Linked DNA regions of Neogale vison: region 2 is linked to region 1. Evidence: chromatin contacts called from public Hi-C data. All regions are on one chromosome and are shown on one strand. Each heading gives the region's core, a stretch centred on a gene start, on an enhancer-like site or on the middle of the called end of the contact. The rest is flanking DNA. Distances are from core to core; before and after follow the strand shown. Region 1 has its middle 22 kb from the start of HIF1AN. Region 2 has its middle 26 kb from the start of SLF2.

What was found. A called contact is a pair of places that touch in the nucleus more often than the background predicts.
Region 2: a Hi-C map of muscle shows a contact between it and region 1, with 7 times the contacts expected there. The contact joins two enhancer-like sites. A contact is called at or near these places in 2 of 3 Hi-C or Micro-C datasets (fibroblasts and muscle).

Annotation. Positions count from the first base shown.
Region 1 is chr2:212,528,060-212,535,043 of ASM_NN_V1, forward strand. No RefSeq gene overlaps it. Among named protein-coding and RNA genes, the nearest start is that of HIF1AN, 22 kb to the left of the region's middle. Within about 2 kb of position 2,727, the one cell type or tissue checked has open chromatin away from gene starts, as enhancers often do. A contact at or near this core is called in fibroblasts, where this site is marked.
Region 2 is chr2:212,821,695-212,828,678 of ASM_NN_V1, forward strand. No RefSeq gene overlaps it. Among named protein-coding and RNA genes, the nearest start is that of SLF2, 26 kb to the right of the region's middle. Within about 2 kb of position 3,912, the one cell type or tissue checked has open chromatin away from gene starts, as enhancers often do. A contact at or near this core is called in fibroblasts, where this site is marked.

The DNA.
Region 1 (6,984 bases), core at 1,477-3,976:
GTCAAAGTTGTGAAGAAGTCTTGTATTTTGCCAGCTATCATTTTAATACCTGTAAGGGTTGCGATCTTCCCAGAAAGAAAGAATATAAAAAGAAAACAGGAATCCTCAAGATGGAAAGACTTTTTTTGTTGTTTTTTTTTTAAGTAATCTTTATGCCCAGCATGGGCTCATACTCAACGACCCTGAGAACAAGAGTCACATGCTCTACCAGCTGAGCCAGCCAGATACGCCAAGATGGAAAAACTTTCTAAGTGTTTTCAGAGCCAAGGATTTGCATCACCCAATGAGGGCATATGGTAGTCCAGTTGGGGTTCTAGACTTCTATAAGAAAATGTAGTTAGGTCCTGAAGAGCATAGACTCCTGGAATCTGAGCTGGGTAACCACCTCTGTAAGTAAGTGTAAGGCTTTCAGAGGCTGCAAGTAGCACCTTCTCTGTCCCTCAGAATCCAGTCCCTGGTCCAACCAATGTTTCCAGTTGTTTCACACCTTCAGCCATCTGAGAAGGCAACCTTGAAACTCTTCAGGGCAGCATCAGTTTCTTCCTTGATAGGTCTGTATCTTTTCATGCTGGAGGACTTAGAATGAAGAACAGACGTATTTAAGAACATGAGAGCCACAGCATTACTGCATTTGCTGTAAGGAACCTATGCCGTTTGTATTTTCAGTCCTTGACACGTGGAAGAGAGTTTGCCTCGGTTTAATAGGTTTACTTTGTAATACGAACTAAAGAGTGTTGAGTAATTTATTTAGACTTGAATTTTACATTGAAATCTTCCCGAGTGTACAGTTTTGGAGCATTTTAAATGATTTAAGATTTGCTCTTTTTATAAACTTAATTTATTGGCGATATAACAGTTAAGTACTTCGGAAGGTTTACTTCAGTCAAATAAATGAAATACTTGAGGAAATCAAATACATAATCTTCCATGAAATCATACCCCTTTGTTTTATAAGCAAAATAATAAGGTTTGTAAGCTGAACTTAAAAGCTTAGACAAGAATTGGGATTTTGAGTATGTAACTTTGAAAACTGAATATAGCTTTTTAAAGTAATCTCTGGTTAATTATTTCTGTACACAAAAGTCACCCTTGTGGGTATCAAAAAACTTAGGGACTGTAGTATTATCACAAAACCAAGTTTTTAGTCTCCAAGTACCACGCAACTGGCAGCAGTTAAAATGGCCAGCATGAGTCAAATCAGAGCTACAGACATGTTTTTTGAAAGCTTTTAAAATTGTTTCGCAGCATTTAAGATAAACTCCGATCTAAAAAGCCAGATTTTGGCTTCTCTGGAAAATCAAAAGATCGGACAATAAAATTACATTTTCTATATGACAACAGTTGGCTAGAGCTGAGTAGCAGCACCTACCCCCCCATTGGGGGATGGAGGGGGGTGTTCCTTCCAGTTTGCTATAGTCACTGCTTCTCATTTTGGTACCTTATTCCTGGTTTAATTTCTGTGCCCACATAGATTTTTGAGTTGTGTGACCCCTGAACTAGAGGTTCTGAGGTTCCTAACAGCTGATGCATAGTCTGGGGTAAGGGCTCAGGGAAAATGTAGGCCCCACCCTTCTCTCTGTCCTTAGTGTCTGCACTCCCAACTCCACTGTCTGCCCATCTGACTTGGCCCCAGGACTGGGTTTTCAACCCCTATAGGGAGTATGTAAGAACTTCCCGGGTTCAGACTTCCCTGTGTTTGCTGCTTTTTTCTGTGACCAGAGCAGCTCCAGGTCTTTTCTTGCCCCGACAGTTTGCCTAGGCTCTCCCCTCGTGTCTCAGTTCCTATGCACTTCTGATGGTTACCTTTGTAATTTGACCACGGCCTCACTCTGTTGCACGAGGATCACCAGGCTCTCTGTTTTAGCTTATACTACCTGATATCTCTGGCCTGGTTGTGGATCTTCTGACTCAAGACTCCCAAACCCTGACCCCATCTCCACCATCACTGCTCACTGTCTGGGCAGTGTGGTTACACAGCTGGGGGGTGGAAGATTGCTGAGGGTTCAGGAAACATGGGAGATGAGGTTGGAAGTGTTTGGGTTTTCCAGAGAAGGAGGCAGAGGCCAACCACAGTTTAGAGAGGCAGCTAGTAGAAGGCTCTTTAGGGGAGGGAAATCACTGCACGTACTTGAAGGCAGAGGAGAAGACAGTAAGAATTTAAATGTGAGAATAAGGTCTCATACAAGACACAGGATGATAAGCTAGGAAATGGCAGTAGTTGCTTATACTCGGGGATTCTAAAGCTCAGAAATATCCACAGAGGCAAGACATGCAGGAGGGAGCACCACCGGTAGTCTGTAATCCCCGACCGTTCTAGTTAAATAAATGACACTATATACTTTGGAAAGAGGGGCCTGGTCATGATGTTGGGGTTATGGCCTGGGGCGAGACGCTCACAATATCTGTAGGTGTAGTAGAAACATCTGAACCAAATGGTCATGTTGCTTGGTGAAGAGCCAGACCCAGCGAGGGTTGATTTATGGATCCATGTCATCCTAGACCAGAGGGAAGTCTCCAGCAGAATGCTGTAGGGCTCAATCTGGGCCTGTGTCCTGTCTGACATTTTTATTGACAACTGACCAAGGCAGCAGGCTCATCAAGTTTGCAGGTGATAGAGCTAGGAGGGGCAGCTAATACTTTGCATGAAAGAGTCAGGATTCAAAATGATTTCAACAGGCTGGAACACTGGGCTGGAACCAACAAGATTAAATTTAACAGGGATAAATGTAGAGCCCTGCACTTAGGTTAAAACAAAATCAATGACATAAGTACCGGGCGGGGGGCGGGCCCAGCTTGACAGCAGTTCATGAAGAAAAGACCTGGGGGGTTTAGTTGACTGCAAGCTCAATATGAGTCAACCATGTGATGTGACTGCTGAAACCTCTAATACAATCACGAATTGCATTAACCAAAAAGGAGCAGCCAGATCAAGGGAGGCCATTACCCTGCTGCTTTCTCAGATTGTCAGGCCACCTCTGGAATACTCTGTCCAACTCTGAGGTTCTTTTTTTAAAGGTCATTGACAAATAGGAACATTTTGACAAGCAGCCAGCGTGGCAATGGGCCTGAGTACTGCCAGAAACTTGGTAGAAACTGTGGTGCCGTGGTTCTGGGATGAAGGGCAGGGATGTATGATCTGACCCCAGCAAACAGTTGAATCTGGAGTACTTCTGGAGGTGGGGTGAAAAGTGGGGGGTGGGGTCTGGTTTTTTCCACTTCCATGGGATACCTGGAAGCATTGGCCTGTGAGTCTCATCCCAGGCCTTTCCGAAGTCAGATGACTGAGGGTTACTTAGGAGGAGTCCAGAATGGGGATCAGTGGGAAAGTAAAGAGAACGGGTTAGTAAAGTGTGAAGTAACCTGCAAATCTGTGCCTCTGAACACCTTTCCGTCCTTCTCCACCCTCCCCCGGGATCTGCAGTCCCCACTTTGGTCACACCGTGGCGCCCTCGCTCCACACGGATGCTGAGCCAATGGTGGATGCGGAGTGGGCAGCCAGGCTGCTGCTGCACTTCCCGCACTCCCCGCTATGGGGAGCCCGAGGGGCCGCTCCACTTAGTCGCTCTTGACTAGGGACTTCTGTGTGGCAAGGAAACAACTGAGGTAAAACAAAACAAAACAAAACAAAACAAAAAAAACTGAGGTGTGGAAAAGCTCGCCCACGGCACAGGCACACGTGGATCCAGATGTGACTCCATTAGGACCATGTATTCCGACCTGAGCCACTCTACACATGCCTCTTGTCTGCCCTAGCGTGGAGCCTGCGGTACAGAGGGCTACTCCTATGGCAAGAGGAATTCTGGGGCACCAAGAGCTCCATCGCTGTGGGGTGAGGAATGAACCTGAACCCCCTTACAGTGACTGGCTGTATTACTGCCACCAATTTACCTAAGTTCTGTATGTCTTGGGTTCCTTAACTGAAGTAGAATAACACTGCCAAGTTCATGGAGTTGTTAGGATTGAATGAGTCAGGCATCTAGGGCAGTGATTCCAAACTGGTGTAAGAATCACCAGAGGAGCTTGTTGAAAACACAATTTCTGGCCCCACCACCAGTCATTTAATAGTTCTGGATGGAGCCCAGGAACATGTCTGTCTAACCAGCTCCCCAGGTGATTCTGATGTCCATGGTTCTCTGACCACATTTTGATAAACTGACCTAGGACATGCAAGGTGACCTAGTTTAGTATGCATTAGTTCTTTCTCAGAGCCTGTGGGAGAGACCGCGGGGATCATGGGGCTGGGCTAACAAGTGTATCAGCTTACTCTCCAGGTGACTGTAGCCTTGATGAAGAAGGAAGGTAGGTCTGGAGATGGGGACATGATACTAAAGCTCAGAATGGATGTTTGAGACCTGACAAGATTGGATATACTGAGGGCCATTGAGGACTGGGGAGTACTGGCACCAGCACTGGGGGACACTTGGTGGGGTGTTAGGGTGTGTTGCTGTATTGGAGTGTTGGGTATAACATATTGTTGAAGGGAATGGGGGTCAGAGTGCACTGGAGAGGAGGGAGCTAAGAGGATGCCGTAGGGAACATTTGCATTTTCTTAGGGGACTGGAGATGGAGGTTTGTTATATCATCACTGGGCCAAGAAGACATAGCGATGGGGGCAGCCGTGATTTGTGATTTGTGATGCGGCATTGAACCCAGGCTTCTATTCTTTTTCTTTCTTTCTTTCTTTCTTTTTAATAAGAGGGGAGGAGGATGCTCCTTAAGAGCTTCTGGGGGAACTTTCCTGCCCCAAGAGGGCATAGGGGTGTGTATGTGTGTGCGTGTGTGTGTGTGTGTGCGCACGCACACGCTCACGTGTGTATAGGAGGTTAGCTTATGTAATGAGGTTTTCGAAAAGACCCTTCCTGGGTTTCATGATTGACTTGAGAGGAGTCAGTCTCCAGGACACACTCTTCTCTACCTCCACACACACACAGGAACATTTGACCTGCCTGATTTCTCATGGGGCTCCGTTCCCCAAAAGGGGGCACTCTTGTCAGCTGCTCATGAGCATGTGGATGTCTGCCAACTGAAAACACCTTCCGGAAGCTCTGAAGACCTTCTCACAGGAACATTCTAGAAAGAATCCTCAAATTTCAAAGCCTTGAACACTGGAGCTGGAAGAGCTTAAATACCATCTCATGCAGTCTCCCTCCACTTGGTCCTGGGGGAAAGACACCTTGTGTGGACACTTACTTTCCAGGCTTTTGGGGACCCTAGAGCCTGGGGTGGGCAACAAGTGTCACCCATTACCTAGCAAACAGGGACACTCAGTAGAGTAGGGTTGCGGGTTCTGCTGGGTGAATGAATAGCTATAAAGAAGGCTGCCTCAAAGGGGACACCTAGACCTGTACCTTAAAATGGATAGGGTTTGTTTTTAGTTGTTTTTTTTTTCAATGATTTTATGAAAAATGAAATAAAAAATGCTGGATGAGAGGGTGGGGCATATTGGTCTGGTACAGGGGAGCAAGCCTCAGAGGCCTGGAACAATCTGAGGTTTGGGGGGGGACAAAGGTTTGATTATAGAGGGTGGGTGGGGACCTCTGCTGGCAGAGTGAGAGCGAAGGGCAGAAAGGTGTGGCTGCAGTAGGAGGTATTATGAGGCTGGAGGCCAGCTTGGGCTCATAGTGGGGACACTGAGGATTGAGGCTAGAAAAGCAAATGAGAGGGGCGCCTGGGTGGTTCAGTGGGTTAAAGCCTCTGCTTTCGGCTCAGGTCATGATCCCGGGGTCCTGGGATTGAGCCCCGCATTGGGCTCTCTGCTCAGCAGGGACCCTGCTTCTTCCTCTCTCTCTGCCTACTTGTGATCTTTGTCTGTCAAATAAATAAAATAAAATCTTTAAAAAAAAAAAAAAAAGAAAAGCAAATGAGAGCAGCCAAGGAGACAGTGTGAGAAGAGAAGAGAGGTAAAGGGGCAGTTGTGAACGTACCAAAGAAGCACTTCATAGGGCATCAGGAATAGAGCCAAAAGAGAGGGGGTCATTAAGGTGGGGGGAGGACACAAAAGGGGTGGTCACAAGCTTGAACTCAAGAATTTGGTGTAGGGGGTGGGAGTGAGAAAGGAAGGTCATCAGATTCTGTGATTAAGAAGTCAGAATGGTGAGGGTTAAAGAGTTGGAGAAGAGATAGGAGCAGCAAGTATAGACAACTACAGTTATTTGGGAATTAATACATGGAGGGCTGGCCACAGGCCCAATTTTTGAAAAGCTGCACAAAGCTTTGTTAGCCAGAGGTAGAGAAGCAAATTTGTGGTCAGAAGACAGGAGAAGGAGCCATTAGAGGGGAAGAGATTGATGTCACCAGAAGGACTAGACACTGGGAAGAAACAAGTTCTAGAAGAGAGAAGGAAGAACAATGGAAACAGCCTAGAAAACGTCAGAGTCTCAGATGGGGGAGAAAAGGGTGAAGTGAGAGACTCCAGTTGGACCCAGGCTTTGATCTAAAAACAGGAGTCATGATTGAGGTCAGGTTCTTCAAGTAAAGGTGGCTGGGGTGGGGCTGGTCTGTAGGAACATAGAGGAAGGCCACAGTGGAATCAAAGGAACAGTTGAATGTTTGACGTGTTGTCCGGTGGGGCCAGGTCTGATGCCGTGCCTCTGGGAGCAGGATGGAGCAAACGAGCCACAGTATGACCAGGTTACAGCAGTGTCAGGAGCCTAGAGACCAGGACATAATGAGGGCAGTGAGGGGCCTTGCTGAGGGGAAAGGCACAACTCTCAGAGCCCAACCTGTGAGGGCTTGATGGAACAGTGTGGGCAGCCATGCAGTTGGGGGGTCGAGTCTAGATTCAAATGTGAGGAACTATTGTTGTTAACCGTTTTGAGGTATCTGAGGTGGGCGCTGAGTGGAGAGACCATGAGGGGGTGCAGAGAGGGAGCATTGCTTTGTGCCAGACACTGTCTATATTAACAAATTTAATCCTCACAAGAGCCATCCCCTCCCTCCTGCCATGAATACTATTTCACAAATGAGGAAATTGAAGTTCAGAGA
Region 2 (6,984 bases), core at 2,662-5,161, 290 kb after region 1:
TCACACTGACATCTTGTGGCCATCTCTAGGATTGCAAGTATTGCAAGGGGGCACTGGGTTCCCTGCGGAGAAAAGAGCTCTACCCATCACTGAACCAGTACTTGGTGGGACAATGGATCTGGTCCCTGGATGCCCTGCCCTGAGCTCAGCAATCAGGAAAGGCACAGGAGACTGACATGTACCTGGAGCGGGGGCAGGTGTAAGAAAAGGCTTCTTTGGGAAAAGGCTTCAAGGGTCACATGATGACTTTTAAAAGGGACTGGAGGAAAATGAACGCTCAAGGGAGCTCCAGTCTGTGGAAGTGACATAGACCTGTCACCCTGCAGCCCCAGTCTGAGGCAGGGATCCATGACCCTGACCCAGGGGCTATAGACCAAGGGAAGAGATGCAACATTTCCCCTGGGATTCCCCACCTGAAGGAAGACAATCAGTCCAGGACTCATGCAAGCAGTCTGATGGGGAGCACCTGGCTCCCCTCACAGGGAGACTAAGTCTTTGGGGGGCGAGACATGACTGCCCTAAAGGAGCCTCTAACCTCGAGGAGGGGGGGAAACCCCAGTGTCATCAGAGATACCAATCCCATCTGAGCATGCAATGTGGGGGTTCTGAAGGCCCCAGCTGTCCCAGTCTCCCATGTCTGGAAGTCTGAAAGGAGCATGATATCTGCGTCTGCATCAGCAGTCTGTGGCTTGGAAGAGGGCTGAGGAAGAAGTAGGGGGTAGTCTGGCTCCAGAGCCGGCCCCGACCATTCTGAAGAGGCCTGGTGAGGATGGGGGAGAACCACATCTCCCAGATCCTCTCAGAAGTAGCTGTGACTAAAGTCCAAGCCTGTCCAAAGACTTCTCTGGATCAGGTCCTCTAGTGTCTCCTGTCACTTCTGGAGACAGGATGGAGGTCCCTAGAGACGGCAGGTCACACATAGGGAAGGCAGAAGCCCTGGGTTCTCAGCCCAGAGCCAAGGAACCCTGGAGGGGCTAGGCTGATGACTTTGTTATAAATTAGAGAGTCATTAAGAGAAGGTTGAGAAGGGCTCAGTAACAGCTTTCGGGGCCCATCTTTTCGATTTCTTGTTCAGTTTGTTTATTGCGATTGTTCCTGTCTCATAAGCTTATTGCAAAACCAATAAAAATGATCTATTCAGAAAGGGGAGCTGCTCTTTTGACTAGTAAGCGGCCGCTTGGTCCTGGGCCCCACCCCTCCCCCTCCTGGTGGCTTCAGCCCCAGCCTGGTTGACCAGCTGTCTCCTGCCGCAGGGTCAGCAGAGGGTGCCAGATTCTTGCTCACCAGAAACTGCATCCACCTGCCATGCAGCCGCCCTAGGCCGGCCTCAGGCCTCCAACCTGGCCCCATCACCTCAGTGACTGCTCTACCCCAGCCCTCCAGCTCACCAGGTCTGAGCTGGGCACATGTTGGGGCTCAGTAATGAGGGGATGAGAGGCCAGGATGGGGACCTAGGGACAGTCACTGGAGCCTGGAATTTCAGGTGGGATTTTTGGCTTACTTTCCCCTCTGTGCCTCAGTGAGGCTGCACGCTTAGCATGCGGTTCTCTAACCTGAGGTAGCCCTGAGGGCCAGTGAATGGAGCCGAGGAGGCCCCAAAGGTTGCCTAGAATCAGAAGTCCTGCCCTTGACCTTGATGATAGAACAGAGTTCTAGGGCCTCGTGCACATCCAGGACTCTGTCACTTTGGGTTCCGGGCCCTAGGAACCCCTCTTCTCAGGGATCTGGCTCTCACCCCCATCCCTGTTTCATCAATGACATCAGTTTCATTTAGTAACTACGACGTTTGACACATCATGGATTTCCTTATGGCACTTGGTCTCTGAGACTTTCAGATGATCATTGTGGGGAACGCAGGGTTCAGGGGATTCAGAAGCCAACAGACTCCTTACTGACCATATAGAATTCGAGTGTCAGAGCCAGGAAGAACTCCTGAGATCGTTCTGTCCAACTCCTTCCAGTCTGGGATATGGAATCATGGTCAGAGACATGAAGTGACTTGGCCAAAGCCCCACAGCCAGGGAGTGACAGATTGGGACTGGAGCTCAAAGTGAGACTCTGGCACCATTGTCTTGTATCTTCCTTTGTTTATCTGGTTCATGTCAAGGAGCTCTGCCCCTCTCGTGTGTCAGTCCAACGCTAGTAATAGGCCACCTTCCCCACCCCTACCCCCACTCTCTAATAACAGGCAGTTTCTCTCTAAAGCAAAGTCACTGTCTTTCCTCAATGCCCTGGCTCTGCCTGAGGGGCCAAAGGAGGCCAAGCACCTTGCACAGAGGCCTTTAGAGTTTCTCTGTCATTTCAAAGAGATAACATCAATGGACTCTTCCTTCCTCTGTTTACTTTGGTTGGGGGAACAAGAAGAGAAGGTAGGTAGGAAAGAGCAAAAGTTTTCAGGAAGTGGAGTTTCTTAAGGACTTGGCACACCTTCAGAGAGAGGTACATCAACATTCTTCCTTGATCTCTCTGTGTTTGTTTATTTTAGTACTCAATATAGCAGCTACTGTATGTCAGGTGCCGTTCTAAGTGCTTTAAATATTAATTTATTAATTTAATATACATCATGTATTAATTTATTGAATACTCTTAATAACCTTATGAGGTGGGTATTATTGTTAACCCTACTTTACAGAAGAGGAAACTAAGTCACAGAGAGGCAAGCAGCTTGCTCAAATCCTCACACCTACTCCGTGATGACATCACCATTCAAAGCCAAATGATCTGGCTCTTATCCAGCACTGTGTACCTCCTCTTTACAGAAACCCCAGCCCAAGGGCAGGTGGGGCCCTGGTGATCTGAGGAGGAAGACTCTGAACGTTCAGAAAGAACAAGATGTCCCTGCAGGGCCTTATCTCCTCAAGTCTATCTCTTACTACCTACCATCCCCGCCACCTCTTCCATTAGCTTGTTTGAAGGTCAATGTTTTATGGTCGGGGTGGCCAAAGGAAGTATAGGCATCTGAGATCCCCCGTCCCTCCCACACCAGCCCCGTCATGGGGGTAAGCGGTGGGTGGGGGGTGTGTGTGTGTGCCTTCTGCTGGAATCTGGAAGCCAGGGTTCTGGGTGTGGTGCCAAGTACCCACCGCCCAGTTGCTCACGGAGCCTTGCTCCCTCCCACACAGCCGCCTGTACTGACATCTCCGAGAGGGCCTTTGATTAAAGAGACAAGTGACTTTGCCCATTCTATTGATCAGAATAAATTACTAGGAACTAATTTATGGGCCTCCCCACAGCCGATGACATGGTGGATTGTGCGCTATTGGTCAGTAAATTGGATTGTCAGGCTAGATTATTGGTTCGTATACAGTTATCTCTCATAGAAATATCAGGCAGCCCAGGTAGAAGAGCAAAATCCTTTCTCTGCTGCCAGATGCCAGGATGTCGGGAGGCCTTCCTGAGGTTTGGAGGGGAGGGGCCGGGAAAGAGGAGGAGGAGAGGGGAAGGGAGGCCAGGCCTCTGTGCAGGATGCTTATTAATTACTGCAGGCCTCACAGCAGTGAAAGAACATTAGTGTGGAGTCGTCACAGAGCGATGGGGATGTGACATGGTGGGCCTCCTCCTGGTTCTCCAGCTAAGGCCCTGCTGGGGAGAGGCAGGGAGGGGGTTGATGAGCAGATGGGGGGGATCAAGGCTGTGCGGGGGTGGGGGAATAAGGGGCCAAGAGGAGGGAAAGGGAGAGGAGAGCCACGTTTGCTGGGAGTTGCAAGCAGAGCAGGTCTGCTGAATGCCAGAGTCGCTGAGCCCCACGCAGGGGAAATGGAGCTGCCGTTCTGCTCCGTACATCACAGCCAACGATGAAAAGTTCTAGAGCTGGGATTTCTCAGGCAATTTGGCCAGTGATGCATGGGGCAGTAGATCCTCGCGCACTCTTCCGTGCTTCTGCCAAGCCAGCAATAACAAAAACTTATTTTTTGCCAGGGAAACGGATATGAGTCAGGCAAGCCATCAGGAGTAAGGGGGGCTCTACCACGCCGCTGCGATTTGTACCGCTCGGCTGTTTCCCCGAGCTCTAAAGACCTGCCAGGAGGTGACAAAGGCGAGACAATTTCGAGTTCACAGTCCTGTGTCCTCGAAGCATAACAGCATGCCAGAGCTGGGGACTTTCAGGGGCTGTGGGTTGCAAAGTCAGCGGTCTTTTCCCCCCAGCCCACTGAGGAGGGGGGAGTGGGGGTGAGCAAGAGGAAAGGGACAGAGAGCTGAGCCCCCGGAGAAATGTGCAGCCCTTCCTTTCGCTGGGCAGACTCCCCAACAGCTCCTTCCTCATGCGGGGCATGGCAGGAAGAGGGCAGGGGGACAGTGTTGAGGTGCCCCACTGGCCCTGGGGACCAGATCACAGACTGCCGGGGCTGTTGCCGGGGGTCTTTGTCACCCACGCACCCCCCAGGGTCATGCCATCCGTTGAAGGGGCAGGTCTGGAAAACCCATCTGATCCTGTGTTTGCACTCTTGCTGTTGAGGTGTGAGCCCTGAGGAGGCCCGCGCTTTCTCTGAGACTTGATCAGGAACACAGATAACCTGGGCTGCAGGCCTCCAGGGAAATGTGCGGATGGCTGGCGGATGGCGTTCCAAGGTCTTTAGACTCAGCTATCACTCATCTGACACCGCCAGTAACCACGAGTAAATACCCACTGGCAGGGACCCAGGGCCTCCGGCTCGCTGGAGTTGCCCCTGAGAACAACAGCAAGGAGGTCTCACCAGTGTCACAAATACACACAGATCACCCCCCAACATCCCCACCCTCACTGGGTGTTGCTTAGCAGTCGGGGGTGCGCTGATGGAGGGCCCAGGGAAAGGCCTGGCACCGTGAGCTAAAAATATTCTGCACATTCCTCAAGATAAAGGGCAGAGGTTTAAAAAGTGAAAAAACCCTTCCCCCAACCTCTGGATGCTTTTCTCGTGCCTACCGCCTGCCTCCCCACCCCTCCTCCTTCCCCCCAACCCCCCGCTGGGTTACTTTGCTCTCCCTACATTACAGGGAGGCCTGTGGCCATCTCTGCATGAGTTTTCCTTCTGGGCACTCTCCCTTTCTGTCCTTCACTGATAAATATGAAATTAAAAGGAGACAGACCCTCAACGTCAGAGGAAACAGGGCTGGGCCAGACTTGGACTTGCCCTTTTGCCGGGCACAGCTCTGTCCTGGCTTCCATCCAGCGAGGATATGGAAGTAAGCGAGCGCACGGCCCCCAGAGTCCTCAAGCCTCCAAGATGGAAAAGTTTGCAAAGCTTGGAAAAAGAAAAGTGGGCCTGCTAGTCCGTCTATAAATTAGAGACTCATTAAGGAGAGGCGGGAAGGGCTTTGGGGGCCTGAGCCTTTCGATTTCTTGTTGAGCTAGTTTATTGCTATTGTTTCTATTTCATACGTTTATTGCAAAACCAATAAAAATTATCTATTAAGAGCAGGAAACTCATCTTTTGACTTGTTGGTTGAGGTTTCTACAGAATAACCTTTAACTGGTCCAGCATGTCCACAGGACAGCAGGAGGCCTGCAGAGATCACTCCAGAGGTCAACCAGACAGAGAGTAGGCAGGCCCCGTCCTGTGGGGAGGGGACAGTTCTCCTTCTAGAACCCGCAAAGAGTAGAGGTTAGGACTCTAACCAGTAGGCAACTGTACTCTATTTCACTTACCCCACATTAAAACACATTTAAAATGTTTTAACTGGTTGAAACCATTTAAATTTGAGACTTTTCGCCAAAATATCCTGATACTTGGCTTCTCTTTAAACATGGGAAGATCATACCGGACCTCATTCTCACCTGGGTGCATTAGATGTTGTCTTCTCTGCACAGGCTCGTGGCCTCCTGTCCCCCACCCAGCTGCTCAGCTGGCTCACTTGTATTTACTTTACCCTCCTGACAACTGTGATCGTGTAAATTTGCAACTCCTACCTTAGAGGAGGACTAGGTTGGAAGGGGGGACAGCTAAATATTTCATTTATAGAACTACTCTTGAGATAAAATTGTATAAGAATGTTTCCAAATAAGACTGATAAAATTTCTCTTCCAAGATTCCCTGAGGGAAGGCCTGGGTCTTTGTCTCCGCTGGAGGGGAAGGGAGCTAACACGTGCCACATACCTTCCATGCCAGGCTCAGCCCTTCAAGCTTTCTGGCCATCATCCCTATTTCACTAACAGGGAAACTGAAGCTGGGAGAGGGTCAGTGATGTGCCTCAGGGCAAAGGATAATATAACCCTCCGCCAAAGAACACCAGCCCTAGAAGAACCCAGTAACCATCTCTCTGGTTTTGAAGAAAGAACAGAAGGTCCCCAGTGTTACTCTCTCAGGCCTGGAGAGGCTGGCCCCAGGGAAGATTCACAACCGACTGAAGGAAAATCCACCCAACTGTGACTCAAGTTAGAACTTGCCTCCAGAGTTACCAGTACCCCTAAATCTATTGAAAGGGAACCACAGGGTCTTTAATAATCACTCTGTCAGGTCACAGGATGGTGACTAATGGGCCTAGAGGAGGAGACGGTGAAAAACACTCTAGGAAATAAATTTGGGTGATTAAATTTCAAGGCAGTTCATGGAACAGCAACCTGAGGCCTAAACGAAGCCATCAAGTTACCAAGAGAATCAAGATTTCAATTTAAGCACTGCTGCCCAGGATCCCATCCTGAGTCTGCGAAATAGCGGGTTCAGAGAAGCACGCCCCCACGCACAAAAAACTTTGAGTGACTCTGACATCTTCCCAACTCCAGCCCTTCCTTCCAAAGGGCCAGTCAGCAGTATGTCAAGGAAATCGTTGTCTTTGTCTGATTATTACACAACACCGAGTCTCTAAGGAAAAAGTCATTGCTCACTCAAGTCAGGGAGAGGGGGGTGGGGAGGGCCTCCAATCAGACGCAGGCTAGAGCCATGCACAAACTTCTCAGAGACTCTCAGTTTACTAAACTAACAGAAGAGGCCCCAATTCCTCCAGGTCTCGGCTATTTCCATTGAATGCCAAGTCTTCTGATTGGCTCTCAGGCCCAAACAGTCATGG